4 separate regions of the Sus scrofa genome follow, and regions 2, 3 and 4 are each linked to region 1. Evidence: chromatin contacts called from public Hi-C and HiChIP or PLAC-seq data. All regions are on one chromosome and are shown on one strand. Each heading gives the region's core, a stretch centred on a gene start, on an enhancer-like site or on the middle of the called end of the contact. The rest is flanking DNA. Distances are from core to core; before and after follow the strand shown.

Evidence for each region. Hi-C and Micro-C count contacts between places; a contact is called where the count stands out from the background. HiChIP or PLAC-seq counts read pairs in DNA pulled down with a chosen protein or histone mark.
Region 2: an H3K27ac HiChIP or PLAC-seq map of alveolar macrophages shows a contact between it and region 1. The contact joins the promoter of ZSWIM2 here to the enhancer-like site in region 1. A contact is called at or near these places in 5 of 5 promoter capture datasets (fetal liver, fetal skeletal muscle, liver and 1 more), 26 of 47 Hi-C or Micro-C datasets (adipocytes, adipose tissue, alveolar macrophages and 16 more) and 2 of 2 datasets of contacts at active chromatin or transcription factors (alveolar macrophages and skeletal muscle).
Region 3: a Hi-C map of alveolar macrophages shows a contact between it and region 1, with 2.9 times the contacts expected there. The contact joins two enhancer-like sites. A contact is called at or near these places in 5 of 5 promoter capture datasets (fetal liver, fetal skeletal muscle, liver and 1 more), 26 of 47 Hi-C or Micro-C datasets (adipocytes, adipose tissue, alveolar macrophages and 16 more) and 2 of 2 datasets of contacts at active chromatin or transcription factors (alveolar macrophages and skeletal muscle).
Region 4: an H3K27ac HiChIP or PLAC-seq map of alveolar macrophages shows a contact between it and region 1. The contact joins two enhancer-like sites. A contact is called at or near these places in 2 of 5 promoter capture datasets (fetal skeletal muscle and liver), 12 of 47 Hi-C or Micro-C datasets (alveolar macrophages, embryonic fibroblasts, fetal heart ventricle and 7 more) and 2 of 2 datasets of contacts at active chromatin or transcription factors (alveolar macrophages and skeletal muscle).

What each region holds. Positions count from the first base shown.
Region 1 is chr15:92,334,279-92,337,123 of Sscrofa11.1, forward strand. No RefSeq gene overlaps it. Among named protein-coding and RNA genes, the nearest start is that of TFPI, 49 kb to the right of the region's middle. Within about 2 kb of position 1,378, at least 2 of the 83 cell types and tissues checked have an H3K27ac peak or open chromatin away from gene starts, as enhancers often do. A contact at or near this core is called in alveolar macrophages, where this site is marked.
Region 2 is chr15:91,863,746-91,866,590 of Sscrofa11.1, forward strand. ZSWIM2 (E3 ubiquitin-protein ligase ZSWIM2) reads right to left here and starts at 1,480. Exons shown (of 9, transcript XM_021075296.1): 1 at 221-1,480. The coding sequence starts at 385.
Region 3 is chr15:91,884,915-91,887,759 of Sscrofa11.1, forward strand. No RefSeq gene overlaps it. Among named protein-coding and RNA genes, the nearest start is that of ZSWIM2, 21 kb to the left of the region's middle. Within about 2 kb of position 1,342, at least 2 of the 83 cell types and tissues checked have an H3K27ac peak or open chromatin away from gene starts, as enhancers often do. A contact at or near this core is called in alveolar macrophages, where this site is marked.
Region 4 is chr15:91,969,240-91,972,084 of Sscrofa11.1, forward strand. No RefSeq gene overlaps it. Among named protein-coding and RNA genes, the nearest start is that of ZSWIM2, 110 kb to the left of the region's middle. Within about 2 kb of position 1,397, at least 4 of the 83 cell types and tissues checked have an H3K27ac peak or open chromatin away from gene starts, as enhancers often do. A contact at or near this core is called in alveolar macrophages, where this site is marked.

The DNA of each region.
Region 1 (2,845 bases), core at 128-2,627:
GCAGAATCTGGAGTTCCCGTTGTGGCTCAGCGGAAACAAATCTGACTAGGAACCATGAGGTTGTGGGTTTGATCCCTGGCCTTGCTCAGTGGGCTAAGGATCTGGCATTGCCTTGAGCTTTGGTGTAGGTCGAAGACGTGGCTTGGATGGTGTTGCTGTGGCTGTGGCGTAGGCCAGTGGCAACAGCTCCGATTTGACCCCTAGCTTGGGAACCTCCATATGCCGTGGGTACAACCCTAAAAAACAAACAAACAAAAATTTAAAAAAGAAGAAAAAATAAAATAAAATTCTGAGCAGAATCAAATACTAGACTTTAATATGTACCCGAGACCCTGTCTCATCTCTCGTGCTTGGTATATTATCTGACCCCTATAAAGAGATCAACATATAGCTTTTGAATTTATATTATAAAAAACTGAAACTTTTTCCAATAAGTTTGTAAAAGTATTATTTTTTCCAAAGATTCATTGATTCTATTTGCCCAACATTAGTTAAGTCTAGTGATTGAAAAAAAATCTATGCTTTGAATTTATAAGACTCTTAAACCAATCCTTTTTCCTCTACTATGCATCAAGTGCTATACTAAATGGAAAGCCTAATAGAAATTGTAGTATTTATATATTTAAATAATTGGTCAAGCACATAGTTATACTCCATGAAGGCCCTTGGATAGTTTTTATTAATATCATTTAATAGCCTTATTTAGAAATAACTGGTAAACTGCATCCCACTAATCATATTCTTCAGAGTCACCATTTTATAAACTCCAGGTGAAATAAATGGAATGAGGCCTTTCAGGAATCATTCTGGATATGAGAGTCAGGCGAAAAGATGGATCATGGGACCTCTCAACAGTGAAACAGACAACAAATATTTGGTAAAGTGGAGCAGAACAAAATGAAAATGTTTTGATAATCAATTAGGTAATTCTAGCCAGTGAGACATCAATACATCAGTTCAACCTGATATATCTTAATTATTTATAAAATAATCTTTTCCCAGAATAGACTGAAGACACTTGCAATCATTTAATAAGTAGTGATCAAACCTATATTTTGAGCTAGATGTTGTACTAGTTGTGTTGGGGAGTTAAGGAAAAAATAGGGTATATTCTGTTATCTAGTTGTTTACAACATAGATTTGACTAGCACATGAAGACAAATTCTCTGCAATCAGCAACTAATACTGCTAATACAGAGTCTAGATGTAACCATGCAGAGCACTCAGTAAGGTTTTCTATAGAACCAGGAATGAAGTATGACATATATAATAATAATTAGTCATACTTGTCCTTTTCAGAATCCTACATGCAGGATTGTGCCTACATTTGTGGTCCCATGTAAGGCTCACAAGGGCCGTAGTTCTCCAGTAATGAGTATTAATTACCATGTGAAATGGACTTTGACTAACACTCAGGAGGAAGCTATCTCAGAATCTCTGGATTACTGTTTATATTATTTGACTAACTTAAGTCACATTTGACCAAAAATGTGGTTTGGGTAGAACTGACCACTTATTTTGAAATCATGTGGCTACTGCCTTGGAGCATAGTTTTGCCATGAAAACAAAACAAAACACTTTTAAATGAAACATAACAGACTGTCCCTGATGAGAGTGCAAGAAAAAAAAAAATTGAGAATTATTTCTGTAAAGTTTTTTAGGTATTATGTTATGAGTTAATAATTCCTCTTTATTCTTAATTGTTTGAAAGTCATTATGTACACCCAGAGATAATTTATACATCAACAAAATTGTGTATGCTATGCTTTGTTCGAAATGTACCAATAATTTGAGGAGAAACACATTTTTTTATACTCTACATCAAAAAAATCCTAGTTAGAAAATAAGTTGACCTGACCTTCTATTATTTTACCTAAATTGCTTAGTATTTTTCAAGTTATTTTTATTACTTAATGAACTGTATTTGGTTAAAGGACCCAGATCTGATGTCTAGACTATTGAAAGTGAATATGTTATTTTCCATTACTAAAATCGATTTCACACTAATTTGAGCCTCTCCTTTCCACCAAAGGGCTAGCTGTTGCTAGAATAAAGAACTGGCAGTGGCAAATGAGATATGCTGTGGACTAATTAAAAATAAGTTTTAAAATATAACAAAATCATAAAGCTCACAAAATGAACTCCCCTAAATGGGTGCCCCTGTTTGCTAGGGCAGTTTCAGTTTTTATTTTTGTGCTCAGTGTCCTGGTTTGGATGAAAAATTATATGTGGTAACCCTAGCTATACTTATCCATATTGTACTGACAAGTGGCACATAAATACTGAGAGTAATTCATCTGGAAAAATCTAATCACTACTCCTGAAAGAGTTTAAAATAGTTCTTATTTCTAGGCTAGTATTAGCTGGTATATACTCTGGATATGAATTGTGGATTTATTCTGAAATGCTTCTTATTTGCTGAGTATCAGTCTTGATTTTGAAAATAAATTGTTTAACTTTTGTGTTTATGCGTGTTGACCCAAGTAGCATTTGATTAAATGACCACATATTATATTTTGCTTAAAAGATTAATAATTAAGTTATAGAGATGCCAAATGGCATGAATGTTTTCCCAGTACAGACTATTTTATTCCACTATTGTCATATTTATATAACTTGTAAAATTATTAGCAATTTATATTCTCTTTTCAATAATTGATTCATGTTTAACATCACTATTGTATACAGTGAAAGCTTTTAAATATAAGGAAATGTGTAACTATAATACATATATTAAAGAATTATATTAAAGAATAAACAATGTATCTGCCTAAGAGTTCTTTACACCTTTGAGAAAGCTATCATTTTTTTAATACTCAGCTTCGAGGAATTGAGTGTTATCTAC
Region 2 (2,845 bases), core at 230-2,729, 470 kb before region 1:
AGGGGCTTGAAGAAGAGCTTAAAAGAGCATTTTAGAAGAGCTGAATGCAATCTGGAGTCCTAACCTCCAATAATTGGAATTTATCTAACAAATATTATTTCCCTCTGCAATTTGCACATCTTTAGAGTCTGCAACATTTGCCAGTGGGGTTCATACAGGGTAGGCCTGTGGGGACCCAGCGGATCCGGCCTGCTGGGACCGAGTTGGGGGCGGTAGTTACTCGGAAATCCTTGTTTTCCGGCTCCTCCTCCCTCAGCAGGAAGGCAGTGGGGCCCATTTCGCGTAGGAGGTAGATACTGCTGCTCAGCGCCTGGTCTTGTCGCCGGCTGAGGCGGTCGCTCAAGTGTCTTCGCCTTTCAGAGGCCTTATAGCCTCCTCGAAGCATCTTGCCCTGCCAGGACGAAGGCAGCCCCTCAGCTAGGCTCTGAGTCGCCGGCCTGTCTCCATGACCACCGCGTGCGCACTGGTTGCCTTGGTGACGGTGATTGAGCTCCGCAGTGTCCCGGCATGCCTTGCGCTGAGTGGAGCTTCTGCAGCTCACACCCGCCTCCACTCCTTCCTTCCTAAAGCAAAGCTTCTGACTAAGGAGTGTTTCTAATTGCCACCTGGCTGATTAAAAGCTAGTGGCCAAATAATATTGCTGTCAAATTCTCACGTTCCTTCTGCAGGTTCCTAGCAGGCAGGGCTTGTGAATTCTATTAGGACAGTCGCACAGCCCAGTTAAAGTTTGGGCTCTTCATGCTAAATTTATTCTGTGATGAGTCATCATTTTTATCAGAAAGCTCAGAATAATTGTGGACATTCAACTATGTTCCACAAACATTTCTCGATTGCTCACTATGTGCGTAATCTGAATGAGTTTGCTGGGGGAAGATCAAAGATGTGGAAGACAAGAGTCTAACCTGGAAAGTTAGATCCTTAAATTGGGGTGTGTGTGTGTGTGTGTGTGTGTGTGTAGGTCTATGAGCTTTTTTGCTATGTTCTAGGTAGAGAGCTGTAATAAAGTATGTCAAATGAAGAGGTCATATTACTGGAATCCTTCTTTAAAAAAATGAAATCAGGAAATAGCCAGTTGGTAGCCAGGTAACATAAAGATGGGAGATAGGGGATTTTTGTCCCATTTTGTCGTGGAAGGAATTCACAACTAGATTATGTCAAGAGCAGGAAGGAAAAAAAATGCCACAATATGGAAAAAGATGATGGAAGTGGCAGCTTTCACATGTGAAACATCCAGATAAATAGCATTCAATCCAAGATCTAAGGTTTTAACAACTAAATTTTATCTCCACTCTCCTATTCTGACTAATAACAACTAACATACACAGTACCATACTCAACTTTACCATCAATTTAATAGTGGTAGATATTAAAGTAAAACCTTATATATTAAGAAAAAACCTCATATTGAAACCAAAATAACTTGTAAATTAAATTCACTTAGTGTGTTTATTAATACTAGTAATTCTTTTTAGTTTTTTTTTTTTTTTTGTCTTTTTAGGGCTGCACCAGAGGCACACAGAAATTCCCAGGCTAGGGGTCAAATCAGAGCTGTAGCCGCTGGCCTGTGCCACAGCTACAGCAACGCCAGATGCAAGCCACGTGTGCAACCTATACCACAAGGTAATGGCAATGCCACATCCTTAACCCACTGAGTGAGGCCAGGGATGGAACCTGGCTCCTCACGGACACTAGTCAGATTTGCTTCCACTGAGCCACAATGGGAACTCCAATGCTAATAATTAAAAAGACTCAAATGGCAATCTGCACTTTCTTTGTAACTAAGAGTAAGGTTTCAGAGTGAAGGCACTTTATTCAATCACCATTCCCCTCTTCTCCCTTTCTTTCTCCATGTACATACATACATATGTACATATATCCATTTATTGTATATCTCAATATATCATACAAATATATTATGTAATATAGTTATTTAAGAAATACCTTGAAGAGAACTTTAAAAAACAAACAATAGCAAGTAATTGTTAATTGTTTTACTTCTTACAATTAGATAATACTTGCTACATGTGTAAGTGATAAACACCATTTCAAAAAGGTCACATCTTTAAAACACAATTGTCATTATGTCAACTGAATATAGATAAGTTCATAAATTCTATTTGGGGGGATGGCAAAAGGAACAGTATTCATACTTTCATAGAAATTATAAAGAGAAAGCACAGATTGCTAGACAGAACTTTAGTCTAACTGTAAGACATTTGTTTTTGTGTCTGTCAGTTAAGACTTTAAAAACATTTTTATAGGCAGGTGACCATCTCATATGTTTGATTCATCTCTTAAAAGTATGTGACGGGTAATATTTTGCAAATATTAAATCAGGGGATTAAATTTTTCCCTTAAATTCACAGTATTCCCCTCCAAGTTACATTTTGAAGTATATTGCCCCAGGGAAGAGGGAAATGGTTAGTGCTAGAAAGCTACTGATAAGCTTTGAATTTCATGAATTAAGTTTTAGCCTCTTTAGTGATACAATTTTGTCATGAAAGACAGGATTTAAGAGATTTTTATAGCTGCAAATTAAGATATAGGAAACAGGGCCTAGAGTAATAGGCCTTGGAATCGTATGGAAGAAAAGGCCCTGAGGGGTGAGAAGAAGAATAACAGAAGTCAGTGGAAAAAGTCAGCTGGTTTGGGATAACTGAGAATATCTGGAGTGTGTGTATGGAGTATACTTACTTCTGGAATAGTGTTAGGGAGGTATAGGCTATTAGGAAACTTCAGCTTCTGGCTTAGTGCCCTAACACATAATAAGCAATATGCAGAGGTGCCAGTGGAAGACAGGTAAATGAACTGGCTGTAATGCCCTGGTTATCAAGAGGTAAATATA
Region 3 (2,845 bases), core at 92-2,591, 450 kb before region 1:
CTTGGCTCAAAGTTGTTCCAAACCAAGATCCTTGCAGTTTTGCAGCCGCTGAAGAGGAAATCCTGTGCTTAAAGAATTGTTCTCTCTGCCATCAATGTAGGGATGTGACCACCGGGAATAGCTTGAGGGCAATTGGCCCTGTAGAAATATTGGAATAATATAAAACTTTGATACACCTTTGTTAATAAAACATCCTGATAATCTGGAAGAAAGATAATTTTAGATTTGTCTATTCTCTGTCAAACTTTTTTTGCAAAGAGGACATTTTTGACAGAAGGAAATGCCCATATTCAATGATGACCCAAAAAGATACTTGAAAGTTGTTAGAAATGAATGATTCTTTTGTATGTAGGATACTCCATGAATTATTTCTTGAGAGTGCTAACAAAAAGTGGTCTGTGTTTGAGATTGAATAATAAACTCCATATATCTTTGTCAATATTTCATACAAAAATCCTGCAAATGTTAATAGATAGGAATAATTATGTGATTTTATTAACCATTCAACCAGCCTAAGGGACAACCACTTTCCTTTTTTCTGCACATATAAAACTAATTCTAACCCAAATATTTGTTCATTTAATGTAATAAGGCTGCAAGGTTACTGGAGAAATGTAACAAATTTATGCTACTTTAGTTTACCTAGAGGATCTTTGAATTTGTCTGGAACTTTCTTAGAATTCTTAGAACAGAAGAAGTTTTAGAGATTATTTATGATGTTTTATGTGTAAGTGGTCTGATTTATCCACTTATAGGCATATTTTTTTGTGAGTTGTAGGAAAAGGGGTAAAGTTACAGAGAAAGAATCAGGAATTGCTCCTAATCTATTGTTCATTTCATCTGTGGGAAAGTGTTGTGCCTGTGAGCTGCCATCTGCCATGGCTATGTGGAGATATGAGTTTGAGAAACACTGATCTATATAGATTACATTATACAGTTGATATATCCAGTGATCAGAGAGGTGAAATAATTTGCTTAGTACAAAACAGCTATTTAGAGGCAGAGGAGACAGGAAAAAATCCTTAAGTAGTATATCAGTACACTTTTCATCCAGCCCTATAATATATAAACACCAATTTTTTATAAACAGCAACATAGTGACTTAAAAACATGACCAATAACTCACCTAGAGTATGTAGTTTATAGATTCAGGACACAGTGTTCAAGACGTGTTCCATTGCCATGTGAATTCAGGGCTACCCTTCATGCCTCAAAAGCCTGGCTGTGGGCAACAATTACTTAAGCAATAGAGGACAGTTGACCCAATATTAGCCACATCATTGTCTGTGTTGTATTGCTTAAATAGGATGATGAGTCAGTTGGGGAAAAGTACCAGGTTGTGATTGTAGAGTTTGGGCAGTAGCCATATTGAACTTGAGTGATTCAGTGTAGGCACAGGAAGAAGCAGAGATAATAAGCGCTTACTCTTATGGAGCACTTATTACATAACTACAAGCAATTGCATTTGATTTTACATCTCTAATGTCATCATTTCTGCATTAGAGAGGTACTTTATGGTTACCATTTTTAAGATGGGGAAAAAAGGCTTAGGTATATTAAAAAGTTCATCTGAAGTCATATAGCTAGCAAATGGTGGAGCAAGATTGTAGACTGATTCAAGGCCCATATTCTATTTATATTTTTATTTATTTATTTTTGTCTTTTTGCCATTTCTTGGGCTGCTCCCGTGGCATATGGAGGTTCCCAGGCTAGGGGTCGAATCGGAGCTGTAGCCACCGGCCTATACCAGAGCCACAGCAATGCGGGATCCTAGCCGCATCTGCAACCTATACCACAGCTCACAGCAACGCCGGATCCTTAACCCACTGAGCAAGGTCAGGGATCGAACCTGCAACCTCATGGTTCCTAGTCGGATTCGTTAACCACTGCGCTGTGATGGGAACTCCCAAGGCCCATATTCTAAACAGTGAGAAAAGTGAGAAAAGGCAAAATTATGAAGAACAACCTAACATTAATAATGTTCCAGTTTCTAGGTTTGGTTTTCCATAAAGGCTGTGTATTCTTCATGCTTTGGGTTCTTTAAGATTCATCATCTATCTCCTTTTCCACCTTTTTATGTGAGCTTTTTGTTCCTTAAACAAACAAACAAAAAAAATCCTTTAAAAAATGTTGGGAAAATAAGAGCTGAGAGTAAAGACTGCAGAGTTTTACCAACAGGCTATTTAAGTTATTAATAGAGAATGTAAAGTACCAGACAGGGTAGCATTTTAACAGAGCCATCTCTGCCTGCAGGTAAGAGAGGTGGATTACAATGCTAAGATGTGGAGAGTAAGGATTTATAAATAACCTGATCATGTTGAAAGTCTAGAAATTCTGAGAATACATGTATGCCAGATTTGGGCTCAGAATTTTAAAGTGTTCTAGAATTTAAGAGCAGGGAGTGAAGTGATATGTCATTTGCAGCAAGTTTCCCATAGAAAAAGGGCTGTGCTATCATTTGACACTTGTCAGATGGTCAAAATTTGTTGAATACTGTACATTACATGACACGGAAAGAATATTTCACTTGAGTAATTCTTAAGAAAAAATTCCAATGATTATTCTTTGAATTACATATTTAGATTACAACCACATCATCAAGCAAAGTGATTTGTGTGCTATTCAAGTATAGCCTTTTTTTTTAAACTCTCTTAGAAATTTAGGTTTACAGTAATGCTAACTATAAGCACAATGCTTAAAAGAAAATCTCTAAGAATTTTTCACCTTGCATAACTGAAAATTTATATGCATTGAATAGCAACTCTACATTTCTCCCTCCCCCAGCTCTTGGCAACCACCATTCTACTTTGTGCTTTGATGAGTTTGACTACTTTAGATAACTCGT
Region 4 (2,845 bases), core at 147-2,646, 370 kb before region 1:
ATCAAAGGTTTTTAGGGCCCTATAAACCTTAGTTTCATTAAAAAGTAATACACGTAACATCATAAGTGAACAATAATTTAATCAGCTTCATTCCAACTATAGCAGGAGTGGCACTTGTACATCCACTATTAGTCATTGAGTGAAAGTGTTTTTCTTTCAAAGAAATGTACTGGACAAGAGACTATTATGCGTTGGTCATTAAGCTAGGCTTCAAAATAATTGATCAACTAGGAAGAGATATAGAGGACAAAAAGGAAGGAAAAGAAATATTCATCACAGAATCAGGAGACAACAGTTAAAAGATGAGAAAAGGAAACATGAGGAAGAGAGTTTAAGACTGGAATAGACAAATAGAATTGATTGTTCTACTAATGTTTTCAGCGGCAGCAAACTGAATAACAAAAGCTCACCCTCCTCAACATCAGTGGTTTTGTAGTACAACAAACCTAGAGAAGAACAGTCTCTGTTCCTGTCTTTAATGACCCCAAATAATTCATATGAAGGAAAGAGCTGATAGTAATGGTCTCTTGAGTCTGGGGTAGTCGTGTTTGATGATACTTACTAAGCATATTTTAGAAAATATGTGATGTTAATAGACAAATTATTATGAGTGATTAAATATTTTACTTTTTATTACAACATTTTTGGTAATATAGATACAGTTAAATCATAGTTTTCTAACAACACAATTGTCTAAGACTTAAGAACACAAGATTTCACGTAGAGAAGGACAGATAAATAAGTTTGAGTGTTTAATATCTTTTTTTTTTTTCTTTTTTTTTTTTGCCTGTGCTTGCAGCATGTGGAAGTTTCCTGGCCAGGGATCAAACCTGTGCCACAGCAGCAACCCAAGCTGCTACAGTGAAAAGGCCAGGTCCTTAATTTGTTGTACCACAAACCACACTTCAGTTTTAGACTTCTAGGGATGTGTAGTATTTTGAACTCAGAAATGGAATATTAAAAAAAAGGATTTTAATAAACATTACTTTTTATTTTAGAAGTATGATTTAAAATGTTTTCAAAAAGATGACTTAGTAAAGCTTATGGATCATATCATCCTCTCTTTGCAAGTATTTCCAAATTATGATATAAAAACAATTATTTTCAGCAATTTGGTAATGTTCTATAGAAAAACACTCATTTCTCTTTCTCGTCTTTCTCCACCTTGTCTCTCCTCTGACTCAAAGTTTAAAAGAAACTGAAACAAGTAATATCATTTGACTGGCAGTACTTTATTAATTAACTTTCTCTCTGGAGATGTGGGTTCTAGTGCACTTTAAGTCACGAGTAGAATGAGTCAGATGACCCCAATTTGTTCTTTTGTGACTTTCTGGGTTGATTTCAGAATGACTCTTGCTAAACTCAATTTGGGAGGAGTCCAGTGATGAAATAATAGGAGTTGAAACCTGCCTATTCAGAACATGGCTTTAGTGACTATTGATGTTTTCAGAAAGCCAGTGAAAGGTAGCAAGAGAATAAGAATCCAATTATGGAAACAACCAGGGTATACCTGAAACTAGTTTTAATTTAGTGTGTTGTGTGCATGCTTGTATGTGTATGTGGGATTTTGCATTATAGATATTTGATTTAAGAAGTTTGACTACAGAGCCTGTCTTGGTCAGTTTCGGTTGCTATAACAAAGTACCATAGACTGGATGCTTATATAATAATAGGAATTTATTTCTCACAGTTCTGGAGGCTGAAAGTTCAAGATCAGGGTACTAGCATGGTTGAGTGAGGGGCCTCTTCAGGGTCACAGAATAAACCCCTTTCATTTGGGCTCTACCCTCATAACCTAAGCATCTCCTGAAGTCCTCACCTCCTAATACCATCACATTGGGTATCAGGATTTCAACATATCAATTCCAGAGGGACACAAACATTCAGACCATAGCAGAAACTAACATTTGAAAGCATGTTTAATTGTCATTTCAAATCATTAATAAAAAATATGTGGATATGGATTCATTTAAAAGTACTGGCTTTACCCTATATTAGGAGGGTATTCCCTATATCCTCCTGATATAATCAGGAGTTAACTGATTAACTTTTGGCATTTTGATCTGACACTACTAAAAAATATAAACTTTTTAAAATGTGTAATTAATTTAAAGAAGGAAATTACACAAGTGGCAGAAATGAGAAAATTTCAAGCCAGTGCCATAAAGAGATAAAATCACTGAAATGTATATGGTAGGGAGATTAAAATGGTGTGTAGGCCTTAAAGACTGAGATTGGAATTCTAGCATCTAAATGGGAATGTGGAAGTAAGGGCTTCAACAAAGACAGAACCTGTTAAGGTCTACTTTATCTATGAAACAGGGTCTCCTAAACTTTGCCACCAGTCTAAGGAAGTAAGTAAGAAACACTGTTGTTGTTTATTATCAATCTTGGTTAAAGAAAAACAAAGTTATCTTAAAGAAACTGAAAACCTGATCCAATGCCAGACTCTGACATTGACTTCTATATGGACACAACTTTAATTAAGAAATTAACTGGAGCCCTAGCAGAAACAAAAACAGAAACTTATAATTCTATATCTTTCCAAATATTATTTAGGTTTTTTTAGTTTCTAGAGAAGCAGCAACTGATTGGTATATTACAATTTAATTTTTAGTAACTGCCCTGATGGGATTCTGGAAATCCCCATTTGCACATCCCTGGCTGAGACGACAAGCTTCCAGTTTCTACAGTTGCAACCATACAAATAGATCATTAATTAGTTCTTTCTAGAGTCCTATGTTTTTCCCTTGTGTTGTCTCTCATGTGGAAATCTGGCTTTGGTTCTAACTCTTTTTTTTTTTTTCCTTTAGCTCCTGCTACATATAGTTCTTAAAGTTCATAT